Linked DNA regions of Bos taurus: region 1 is linked to region 2. The links are chromatin contacts, called in public Hi-C maps. All regions are on one chromosome and are shown on one strand. The core of a region is the stretch at or near the end of the contact, and the rest is flanking DNA. Distances in the headings are between cores, read along the strand shown. Region 1 holds the start of HDHD3 (haloacid dehalogenase like hydrolase domain containing 3). Region 2 holds the start of SLC31A1 (solute carrier family 31 member 1).

Region 1 (5,263 bases), core at 1,990-4,489, 160 kb before region 2:
GCAAGTGGAACTCTCCAGCATGATTGGTACAACCATTTCAGAAAACTGGCCCCATCTACTGAAACGACATACACATACCTATGGCCTAGTGATTCTACATCTAGGGATTTACCCAACAGAAATATGTATGCATGTGACCAAAAACATGTGTTCAAGGATATCCATAGAGGGCACTACCCTGGTGGTCCACTGGCTAAGACTCTGCGCTCCCAACACAGGGAGTCCAAGTTTGATCCCTGGTCAGGGAGCTATATCCTGCATGCCACAACTAAAGATCACCCACGCCACCGCAAAGATCTTGAGTGCCACAACTAAGACCTGGCAAAGCCAAATAAAGGTCTCTCCTGGCAGTCCAGCGATAAGACTCCAGGCTTCCACTACAGGGGTCCCGGATGCAATCCCTGGTTGGGGAACTAGATTCCATATGCTGCTGCATGGTGTGACCAAAAAAAAAACTTAAAAAAAAAAAACAGCCAGTATTGTGACATGCCAGGTGTCTCCAGGAGCAATCACTAGGCCAGAATCCACACAGGGGAGATGAAAGAATGAAACCATCTAGGAATTCCTGTCATCTGCCTTAGGGAGGAAACTGTATCAATGACATGGACCTATTTTTGAACTGGGTAGTTAAAAAAAAAATTTTATTTCAAAATGGCAGGACTTATCATTGGCTTTCCTGTGACTCTCAAGGCTCCCTTCTCTGCTGAAAAACTTACCTGAGCCAAGCTCTCCCTTGCCGGCCAAGGTCTGTGACTCTGAACTTTGTATTTCCTCCCAGGCCTGAGACCAATGAGGGTGAGGCAGTTCTGAATAAAATCAACAGAGCAGCCTTGGAATACAGAGGGATGTTTTGTTTGAAAACAAAAAACAAAAGAAGTAGAGGGAAGAAAGGAATAAAATCGCATGCATGTTTGTGTGCTAGAAAATGGTCTGTTAGCATAAAAACCCAAACTGCAGCAATCCCTGGGAAGTGGTTGGGCAATGGAGAGGCCATTGCTCTTGCTCAGCTGTACTTATCCTTAATCTTCGCTTGGTTGCCCTTCGGATCTTTGCTCCCTGCCTAACTGGTTCATCCAAAGAAGTCTCCTGTCACTGTTCATGGAACCACTGTTTTCTGCCTCCGTACCTCTTACCACCTGTGAGATCTTGGTTATTTACTTGATTTTTTTCTGCCTGCCCCTGTTCCTTGAAGGCAGAAACCCTGTCTTGTTTCTCATTGTATATATCCTCAGTGAAGAACAGGGTGTCAGACATAGAGCAGATAACGTCAGCGCAAAGTTAGTGCCCTCAATAAGCAGTTAGTGAATGAATGAGGTTGGGCTGTTGCTTTGTATTTTAAAGATTTTTGAGATGAGCATGACTACTTTTGAAGTAGGAGATACATGGGCTCCTGGGCCAAACAGCTGATGTTCGTCAAGTGGAATGACACTGAAATTTTATCCTCAGCCAGATGAGAACAATGCCTGATTCCCTTCATCCACCAAAATGGAAGAAATGAACTAGCACTGGGGAATTTGTTAAACAGAAATGGAAAAGTGGGGTTTTTTTTACTGCTAACAACCAAGGGAAGTGAAGGAATGAGTAAACGGCTATAAAACCCCCAAGAATAGGCCTGGAATAGTCCAGCGATTCTAGTTTTACTCTAGCCGTTTCTAGTGCACACAACTAGACTTCCTTCACAAATTTAATTCCTTAATCACTCTCTGACTATCTGTGAATTCTATCCTGCACCTGGCATTCTTTTCCCCTACACACCCTTGTAACTCCCTTGGCATTCTTTATTTCAAAAAGGTTACCAGCCAATAACCTCTTTGACGACCAGACTCAAATGTTATGGCCATTTTAAAACTTTGCAGAAAAGAGAATGCAAGATTGTCACTGCCTTGAACCGTATCACATACCCGTGAGCAAAGCCTAGACTATAAGACCTCTCCCTTTTCCCCAGGGAAGGGGAAACTATCTGAGGCATTAGCCTGCTGCATGCCCTCTGCCTGGCAAAGAAATAAAGCTATGCTTTCTCTTTCCTCCAAAACTGTCTCTGTATTTCTATCAGGCATCACTGCAGTGCACAGACACCTAAGATTTTGACTTCTTTTTTCATCAAAGAAAAAAAAAAAAATCAGGTTTCTACAGAGGACTCTACCCTCAGCAAATTGTCTTGGGTTAAGTCAAGTTTTCAACAGAACGCCAATTCTCTCCGAGTACCGATTGGGGACTCAAGACCAGAGAGGGGCAGCACCTTGCCCAAGTTTACCCAGCACTCACCAAGCCAGACCAGGACAGAAATCCCCTCCTCCCAGTCAGCCTGGGCACCTGGGGGGAGGGGGGCTCCGAAACCAAGGCAGGCGGAGAAGGAACTTCGGAGGGGCGGGTGGGGAGCGGAATGAGCGGGGAGAGCACAGAGTGTAAATGAGAGGGACCGTGAGGCCGACTGGGCTAGGATGGGGAGGCCAGGAGCACGCAGGGAGGGCCTAAAGCGATCAAGCTGATTGGTGCGGTGCGGGACCTGGAACCGAGAGGGTGTGGGGTCTTACGAAGGGGCAGAGAAGGTCATGGAAGGGAAGAGAAGGGCAGCGAAGGGTGGTGAGGGCTGGTGACTAGAGCGCCGTATACAGTGAGGTGAAGGTGCCGCCGGAACAAGCGGAGAAGCAGCAGAGGGGAAGCGGTGTGGGCGGGGAGAGGCGGAGGGACGTGGCGGGGAGAGGCGGGGGGGCGGGGAGAGGCGGAGGGGCGGGGAGAGGCGGAGGGGCGGGGAGAGGCGGAGGGGCGTGGCGGGGAGAGGCGGAGGGGCGGGGAGAGGCGGAGGGGCGGGGCGGAGAGGCGTAAGAAGAGGAGGAGGCAGGGCGGGGAGAAGTGGAGGAGGCGGGGCGAAGAGGCGGCGGAGGCGGAGGATGTGGGGCGGAGAGAGGCGGGAGGGCGGGGCGGTGAGGCGGGGGCGGAGGGCCGGAAGAAGCGGAGGAGGCCGGGCGGAGACAGGCGGCGGAGGCGGAGACAGGCGGCGGAGGCGGAGACAGGCGGCGGAGGCGGAGACAGGCGGCGGAGGCGGAGACAGGCGGCGGAGGCGGAGACAGGCGGCGGAGGAGGCGGAGAGACGTGGTGAGGGGAAGAGAGGAGGAGAAGCGGAGGAGGCGGGGCGGAGGAGGCGGAGGGGCCGAGGAGTTGGAGGGGGCGGAGGGGGCGGAGGGGGCGGAGGGGGCGGAGGGGGCGGAGGGGCGGAGGGGCCGAGGAGGCCGAGGAGGCCGAGGGGGCGGAAAGAGGAGAGACGGAGGAGCAGGAGGAGGTCTAGGATTCGCCAGAAAAGGGGCACCGCCGAGCGTCTGCGGCTTCTCCCTTCTCCCTAGCGGCTGTGCGGCTGCAGCTTCCTTCCTGACCTACTTCCCCGTGAGGCAGGTAGGTCGTGGTCCCCGGGACTGGCGCCACAGGTTCCGCTGCATACCTCAGGCGTAGATAGGTCGCCCTAGGGCAGGCTACCTGGAATTTGCCGCCACCGAGTCCTGGAAATGGGAAGGGAGGTGAGCAATTTAGGCCGGCAGCCAGAAGCCCCAACTCCGGCTTCCAGAAATGGAAAATGCTGTGCCAGTGGTTCCTTGACTGACTCTGGATGAGTTCTCGACCCTCTCTGGGCCTTCATCTACCCACCTGCCACGTGGGAGTATCTTTGGACGGGTCTCCCTAAGCTCCAGACTGAAATTTCGTTGCCAAACTTCCTTTAAGGGTTGTGTCCCCAGATTCACCAGGCTGGTCTGTCCCTCAGCAACGACTTAGCTGCACTTTGAACTCTGGCCCCTTAGGTTTCTACTGAACAGGTTGGGTGTCTGGAATCGGCTCTGGGCAAGAAGCTGCCTCCAGCCTATAGATTTTAGGCTGAGAAATTTGTTTTCTGTGCACTGAGTCAGGAACCTGTCACTGGCTCTCCACCCAGGCAGGCATTATATCAGGGGCTCAGGGAGGTTTTAAGACGGGCAGGACCAGGCTGCTCTATCCTGCCTTTGCCCTGAGCTGTAGAGGTTCACCAAAATCAGATTCTTGAATACTCCAAGTACGTCTAAGCAGTGGAAGGAAGTACTGACCAGAGGATCTGGAGGTTTGGGTTCTAGTCCTGGCAGTGCTGCTGACTGGCGGTGACCTTAGGCAAATATCTATCCCTCTCTGGCTCAGTCTTTCCCCTTGATTAAGGGGTTGATCAGATGGTTTGCTAAGACTCTACTGTTTTTCACATTCCCAACAACAGTAATAACAGTCAAAATAATTGTTACCTTATCTTGACCTACAAGGCCCTGGGCTTCCCTGGATGCTCCTATGGTAAAGAATCTGCCTGCAATGCAGGAGACCTGGGTTTGATCCCTGGGTTGGGAAGATCCCCTGGAGGAGGGCATAGTAACCCACTCCTCTATTCTTGCCTGGAGAATCCCCATGGACAGAGGAGCCTGGCAGGCTACAGTCCATGGGGTCTCAAAGAGTTGGACACAACTGAACAACTATGCACAACACAGCACATTTGCTGATTCGGCCTTCTCAAATTGCCAGTGAAACTACACTTGCTTAGGAATTTCCCCGCAAACAAAGTCTAAATCAGGTTTCTGGATTGATATCCTCATGGTACCTGCTGCCTTCCTTTGTGTGATAGCTGTATCCCTGTTCTTTAATGCCTGTGAATGTCACGAGGGCTACAAGTCTGTCCCTTTCCTAGCATATAGCACATAATAGGTGGAAGGAACTGAGAAATCTTATTTGGTGCAGCAGTCATGTGAGGTTGAGTCACTCTGCTCTCCTTACACATAAGGAGACAGCATCAGAGACACTCCGGGTCTCACAGTGAGTTGGCAGCATCAGAATTTGAACCCATTCTGTCTCTGACTCCAAAGCCTGAACTTCCACCTCACTTGCCCTTTCATTCCAGGATTTTCTGCTGTGAAGCCATTACCTAAGTGCCAGCAGATCTAACCCACAAAGCCTGGAAAGAGAAGACCATCAGGTTGGGTGAGGGTGGTCTCGTCTAGCTCAACCTCCTGGGACCTGAGGAAGGGGCTGACCTAGGGTGGACTGGCCCCCCTCCTGCAGACCCATGGCACACCGGCTACAGTTACGACTGCTGACGTGGGACGTGAAGGACACGCTGCTCAGGCTCCGCCACCCTGTGGGAGTGGAATATGCCACTAAGGCCCGGGCCCACGGGCTGGAGGTGGAAGCCACAGCCCTGGGACAGGCCTTCAAGCAGGCGTACAAGGCTCAGAGCCAGAGCTTCCCCAACTATGGCCTGGGC
Region 2 (5,411 bases), core at 1,274-3,773:
TAGTCCACTATTCTACTTCAGGAAGACAGTGGTTTCTTTAGGTGCACTCAATCCTGCAGTCCAAAGCCTGGAAGACTGGGCTTCCTCGGTGGTCTAGTGGTTAAGAATCTGCCTGCCGATGCAGGGGACATGGGTTCGATCCCTGGTCTGGGAGGATCCCACATGCCACGGAGCAACTAAGCCCATGTGCCTACTGAGCCCTCACTGTAGAGCCCGTGAGCCCCAGCTACTGAAGCCCACACACCTAGAGCCCATGCTTCGAGATAAGAGAAGCCCCTGCTCTCCGCAACTAGAGAAAGCCTGTGTGCAGCAATGACGACTCAGGACAACCAAAAATTTTAAAAAAGTAAATAAATCTTAAAAAAAAAAAAAAGCCTGGAAGACTGAGGAAGGCTCACCACTGTCTTCTCCTTTCTCCCATTGCCAATCAGAACCAGCAGCTGTGTCCTACAAGGGCAAACTAGGCATGCATATTTGTGGTGTCTCACTAAAAAGGCTGATCCATGATCCAGATTTTAGGATTCCTGCCTATCTAGAAAGGCAACTTAAACACCCTGGATATTCGATGTTCACCCAAAACTATCACAACATTGTTAATCAGCTATATCCCAATACAAAATTAAAAGGTTTAAAAAAAAAATGCTTTGCTGAAAAAACACTCCCAACTCAAGAACACAAGATAAGTGCTCACTGGTCCCCTTTAGCATTTGTAAGTGTAAGTGTAAGCATTTGTAATAGTGTAAGCACTATTCAGATGCTGCAGTGATGGAATGACAATAACCAGTCCTAGGGAGAGGGGGAAGAAAGAGCTGTTACTTGTGTCGATTATTCTTCCCCTGTACCCAGAGCAGCCAAGCTCACATTCAAAACACAGCTACCACAAAGCATTCCAGTTCCAGTGCTTAGACTCCAGTTGCATCATTGCTTTAACACTGTCAGCCTTCACGGCTTTAACCATCTTAATCTGTAAAATAAACACAGGAAGCAGACAACAGTCCTGTCCCTCCATTTAACAGAGGAATCTTTACGAACAAAAATTAGACCTACGTATAATATTTCTAGCTATCCCATTCCTCTTTTTCCCCCTTCCCTAGAGCTTTAAACAACATTAAAGTCATCTTCAACTGACAAGAGACTAAGCTACCCAGACAGTTCACAGCTAGTACAGCACTTTTATCTTTCTGGAAGCTTCTTAGACAAGGCAAGAGCCATTGCTAGGCTCTCTGGGTCACATGGGAAAAAAATATGCTAAGAGAGTAAATTAAGGAATAAGGAAACAAGGCTGAATTACACTACTCAGTCTAACAAAGAGTAAATGAGAATCCATTACAGGCAAGAGGGCACAGTGCTCGGCGACACAGGAGACACCAAGATGAATAAAACCGTCACCGTCCTTGAGGAGTTTACTATTTAATAGAGGCACACAAACTATAATAAAAAGCAGAACAAGCTAAGTGCTAAGAGGCATTAAAACTCTGGGAAGGAGTTACCAACCATTTCACTCCACATTCATGCTAACAGATTAAAACTTTCAGGTAAGGGACACATGGTGTCCTAATATGATTGAGATCTGTGTAAAGAAGCTAAGGTGGGACATAATCTGCTTATCCACACCTCCTTCGGTTAAGTTAGGCCTACCCAGAAATTGTTCCAAAAATGACACCAGGTTAACCAAAGAAATGCTTATATCAGAGAGGATACAAACTGCAGAGAAGTCGACAACAAATGATGTTTACTTAGGTTTGTGGCAAGAAGATTAAGCAAAACCCAGGCCAAGGTTGGGGCCAGGGATTTTCAGCTTCTGAAGTTTCCCCCTCTCCATCACCCGCCCCCAGAACATCCCAGCTCTCCTGCTCCTCACCTGCGAAGGTGGACACTAGGGAAGGAACTTCTCTCCAGAGGTATCCCCACTCTGTGAGAGTACACAGTACTTAAGGGTTGATACCATTCTTGTTGACCAGGCAGTTCGCTCAGTCCCTAATCAAGAAACCAGGGATCCACCCTCAGTCAGCCCTTTACGCTGTGTGACCTCGGACTAGTCATCCAAGTGCTGAGTTCCTGTCTTTCCATATTTGTGAAGTCTGGGATTACGAGAAGACTGGGATTGAATTGGATGACCTCTGAGGTCTTAAAGCTTCTTGACCAGCCAGCACACTGAAGCACTGGACAAACAGCTCGTTGAACAAATAGCGAGGGCGGCCACAGGGAACAAGCGGCCGGGGGATCAGACTGGTTTTATACACAGGGAAACGGAGGCACCCTGACCCAAGGTCACTCCAGTTATGTCCCAATGGGGGCTGGGCCGAAAGCTCAGGTCTCCAGACCTCCGGTCCTGGGCCCTTTCTCCTTTCGCGGAGCAGAGAAGAGTGGCGTGGAGGTCCCTGTCCCGGAGAAGAAAGGACTGTGTTCGTGCCCGGGTTGCGAGAGGGGCAGAAGAGGCCTTACCTTTCCAGATCGAGTCCCGCCACCAGTGCCTCTCTCTCAGATCCTTAATCCGTCACACCTCCAGGACTCTTCAGAAGCCCCTCCACTTCTGACCCTCGCGACGTGTCCGAGACCGCCACCGAAGCGCCAATTCCCGCCCTTACCCCGCCCCCTGACTCGCTGGCCAATCGCCGCCCAGAGTTTCGGAGCGCCTGCCGTTCTCACCGCCTCTGAGGGCTGGAGAAGCTTACGTCACTCATGAGGCCTCGCCCGCCAGGTCCTCTTATTTGCCTTTGCTCCACCTTCTCCAGAGCCTAGTCTCCTCCCGGCCCAATAACCATGCGAGAGTTCGTCTTGCCGGAAAGCAGCACGCTGCCGCGGCATTTTACGACGTCAGCGTTGAAAGTCTCTGGAAACGCTCCGACTTCCTCCCCGAAGCTGGGCTAAAGGCGGCGCGATGTTCGGTGCGGGCGACGAAGACGATACCGACTTCCTCTCGCCTAGCGGCGGGTGAGTGCAGAAGCGTAGGGCAAGGGAGCGTGGCTGAGAGCCTGGCGGATCGGTTGGAGGGGGTCGCTCTCTTTTCAGACCTCTTCCCAACTTCCGGGTCCCGAGACCCTTGCCACATTCCGGTGCTGTACAGGTTCCAGAATCTGGGCAGAACTGAAACTGTGCTGAGTTTGTCCACCCGGATTCTGGACCTGGCATCTCTCCTGAAGCACAGTATGACCATAGGGTTGGAACTTTTGCTTTCCGGGTCAGTTTGTCCTTCTGTGAAATGGGTATAATTGTTGATAAAAATACCTAAGAATTTTTGAGTCCACCGGTGCCGATATGAGGCTTTCTCTGCCCCGTGGACAAGACGTTGACCCTTCAGAATTGGCCCTGGTGGGTCAGCTTCAGCATCCTTCAAGGCCTAGCTCGGATGTCACCTTTTCGGTGCTTTCCCTTCTCCCACGGCCCCAGGCAGAATAAATTGCATTCTCTTTCTTATCCCCACAACTAGGTGTGTTTACCTTTATCTTTGCATACCGAACCTACTAGATTATAAAGCCCTAATAGGACATGGACTGTTCAGTCTGTTCCTGCTGTCGAGCGCTCAGCACAGTACCTGGCACAGAGTGATTGCTCTAGGAGGTGCCTACCGAGTGAATGATAACTGTGAAATTGCTCTCTAAAGCTTAGAGCCCATGTAAGAAACTGCAACTGCTGTCCCCTGCCCCCAGTCAATATATATATATATATATATATATATATGTATAATACACACACACACACCAGTCTGGGGTACAGGTCTTCAAGAGGCAGGGCCTTGTCTCTTCCAGTAATCATTTTAACCTTTTCCCTTGTGATGTGTCGATAGACAGCTTGACTGCCTTCAGACTTGTGAAGTGCCAAATTCTGATGTTTGCAGAGCCTTTCTTTGAACATCTGTTTAACCAGTTCTGGCCTGGAGAATTCCATGGACTGTATAGAGTCTCCCCCGGGACTGAGAGACTTTCACTTTCACTTTCTTTGACCATCTGTTTAACCAATTTAAGAAGGTACCCAAGAATGAGGAAAACACCAGTATACAATCCTACAATCCTTATTCTACTAAATGCTTAGAGGTTACAGAGATGATTAAGCTTCTCTGTGAGCTCTCAGATTGCTTCTAGCCCTGGTGGAGAGTTCAATTGACATAAAATGGCACTGGCTCTGTTTTGCTCTTAAATAGGATCTTTTGACTCGCACAGTGACTAGTTCTATATTAGCCATCCTAAGTTCTCTTTTCATCCTCACTGCCCTGTTCCACCCCTGCCCTCACTTTGGATGGCCTGCATCCACTTAGTTTCATCTTGAGTTCTTTTGGTTGCTCAGTTATTTCAGAGTTAAGCAATCTTTGGTTCCTTTTTTTTCCTACTCCACCCAAAGCATTCACTAATATTTCCACACATCCAGCCTGTTGCTGTTGACTGTGTAGTCAGCCATTTGGATGAATGTTTTTTTCTTAAACCTGTTTTTCAAATGGCTGTACCTTTTGAAAGTTGACGAAGTATGCTTTAGATTCACATTCTTCACTAGGTCAAAGTGTTGGAGGGAAGTTTAAATGAATGTTAGTGTTCCCAACTTTTTTTTAATTTAGTTTTTATTTTATATTGGAGTATAGTTGATTGGCAATGTTGTTCAGATTCTTTTCCCATATAGGTTATTAAATTAGAATATTAAGTAGAGTTTAGGGCTTCCAACTTTGATGCAACAAACACTGCTGGCTGAAAACTCCTGAATAGATAATAACCGTCATGTGCTCTTCCCCAGGTTCCTGGCCTGAGATAAGTTCTTGGTGGCTCAGCTATGCTGCTTTCCTGTGCGGGCTTTTCAAGGACTTGAGAAGCTAGTCGTAGGCATGAGACTCCGCCCCTAAACACAGACAACAGCTAATTGAATGAAAAAAGTCTTAGTAAATAAAGGTATACAGAGAACTTTTAAGTTTAAGTTTGAGAATACAGAAAGTTTCACCAGCATTTCCTGATTCAGCTATTCCTATTCTGATTCCCTGTAAGGAAGTAGAACATATGACAGTGAGCACTGCGGCTGCTTTTCAGTTCCTCTTGTATATTACTTATATTTGTAAGTATTCTCCACTAAAAAAGATGCACAACGTGAGAGTTGCGAGTTAAGTTTTATTTGGGGCAAAATGAGGACTGCAGCCTGAGAGGCAGCACCTCAGATAGCTCTGAGAGACTGCTCAAAAGAGGCACTCAGGGAAGGTCAACATATAAGATTTTGGTGAAGGGGGAGTTCAGTGCAATAAAGCTTACTTTACAAGAGGTTTTCTGATAGTTGAAAGGATCTGATATCATCATGAAGGGATTTAGTGCTTTTCTAGATATGAAGAGATGATAGGATTGGGATCATGAAATCAGTTCCTGAGAATACCCAACTATCTAAAGACCTGTCCCACCAGATATCCTGGAGCACAGAGAGCCTCACTCCTGAACTCCCTC

The links. A called contact is a pair of places that touch in the nucleus more often than the background predicts.
Region 1: a Hi-C map of skeletal muscle shows a contact between it and region 2, with 2.9 times the contacts expected there. The contact joins the promoter of HDHD3 here to the promoter of SLC31A1 in region 2. A contact is called at or near these places in 2 of 11 Hi-C or Micro-C datasets (liver and skeletal muscle).

The regions. Positions count from the first base shown.
Region 1 is chr8:102,632,289-102,637,551 of ARS-UCD2.0, reverse strand. It overlaps HDHD3 (haloacid dehalogenase like hydrolase domain containing 3), which reads left to right and starts at 3,239. Exons shown (of 3, transcript NM_001014896.2): 1 at 3,239-3,390; 2 at 4,901-5,263. The coding sequence starts at 5,066. LOC112447844 (a long non-coding RNA gene) reads right to left here and starts at 2,256. Exons shown (of 2, transcript XR_009495688.1): 1 at 1-2,256.
Region 2 is chr8:102,467,511-102,472,921 of ARS-UCD2.0, reverse strand. SLC31A1 (solute carrier family 31 member 1) reads right to left here and starts at 2,523. Exons shown (of 5, transcript NM_001100381.1): 1 at 2,446-2,523. FKBP15 (FKBP prolyl isomerase family member 15) reads left to right here and starts at 2,859. Exons shown (of 27, transcript XM_010808285.4): 1 at 2,859-2,934. The coding sequence starts at 2,882.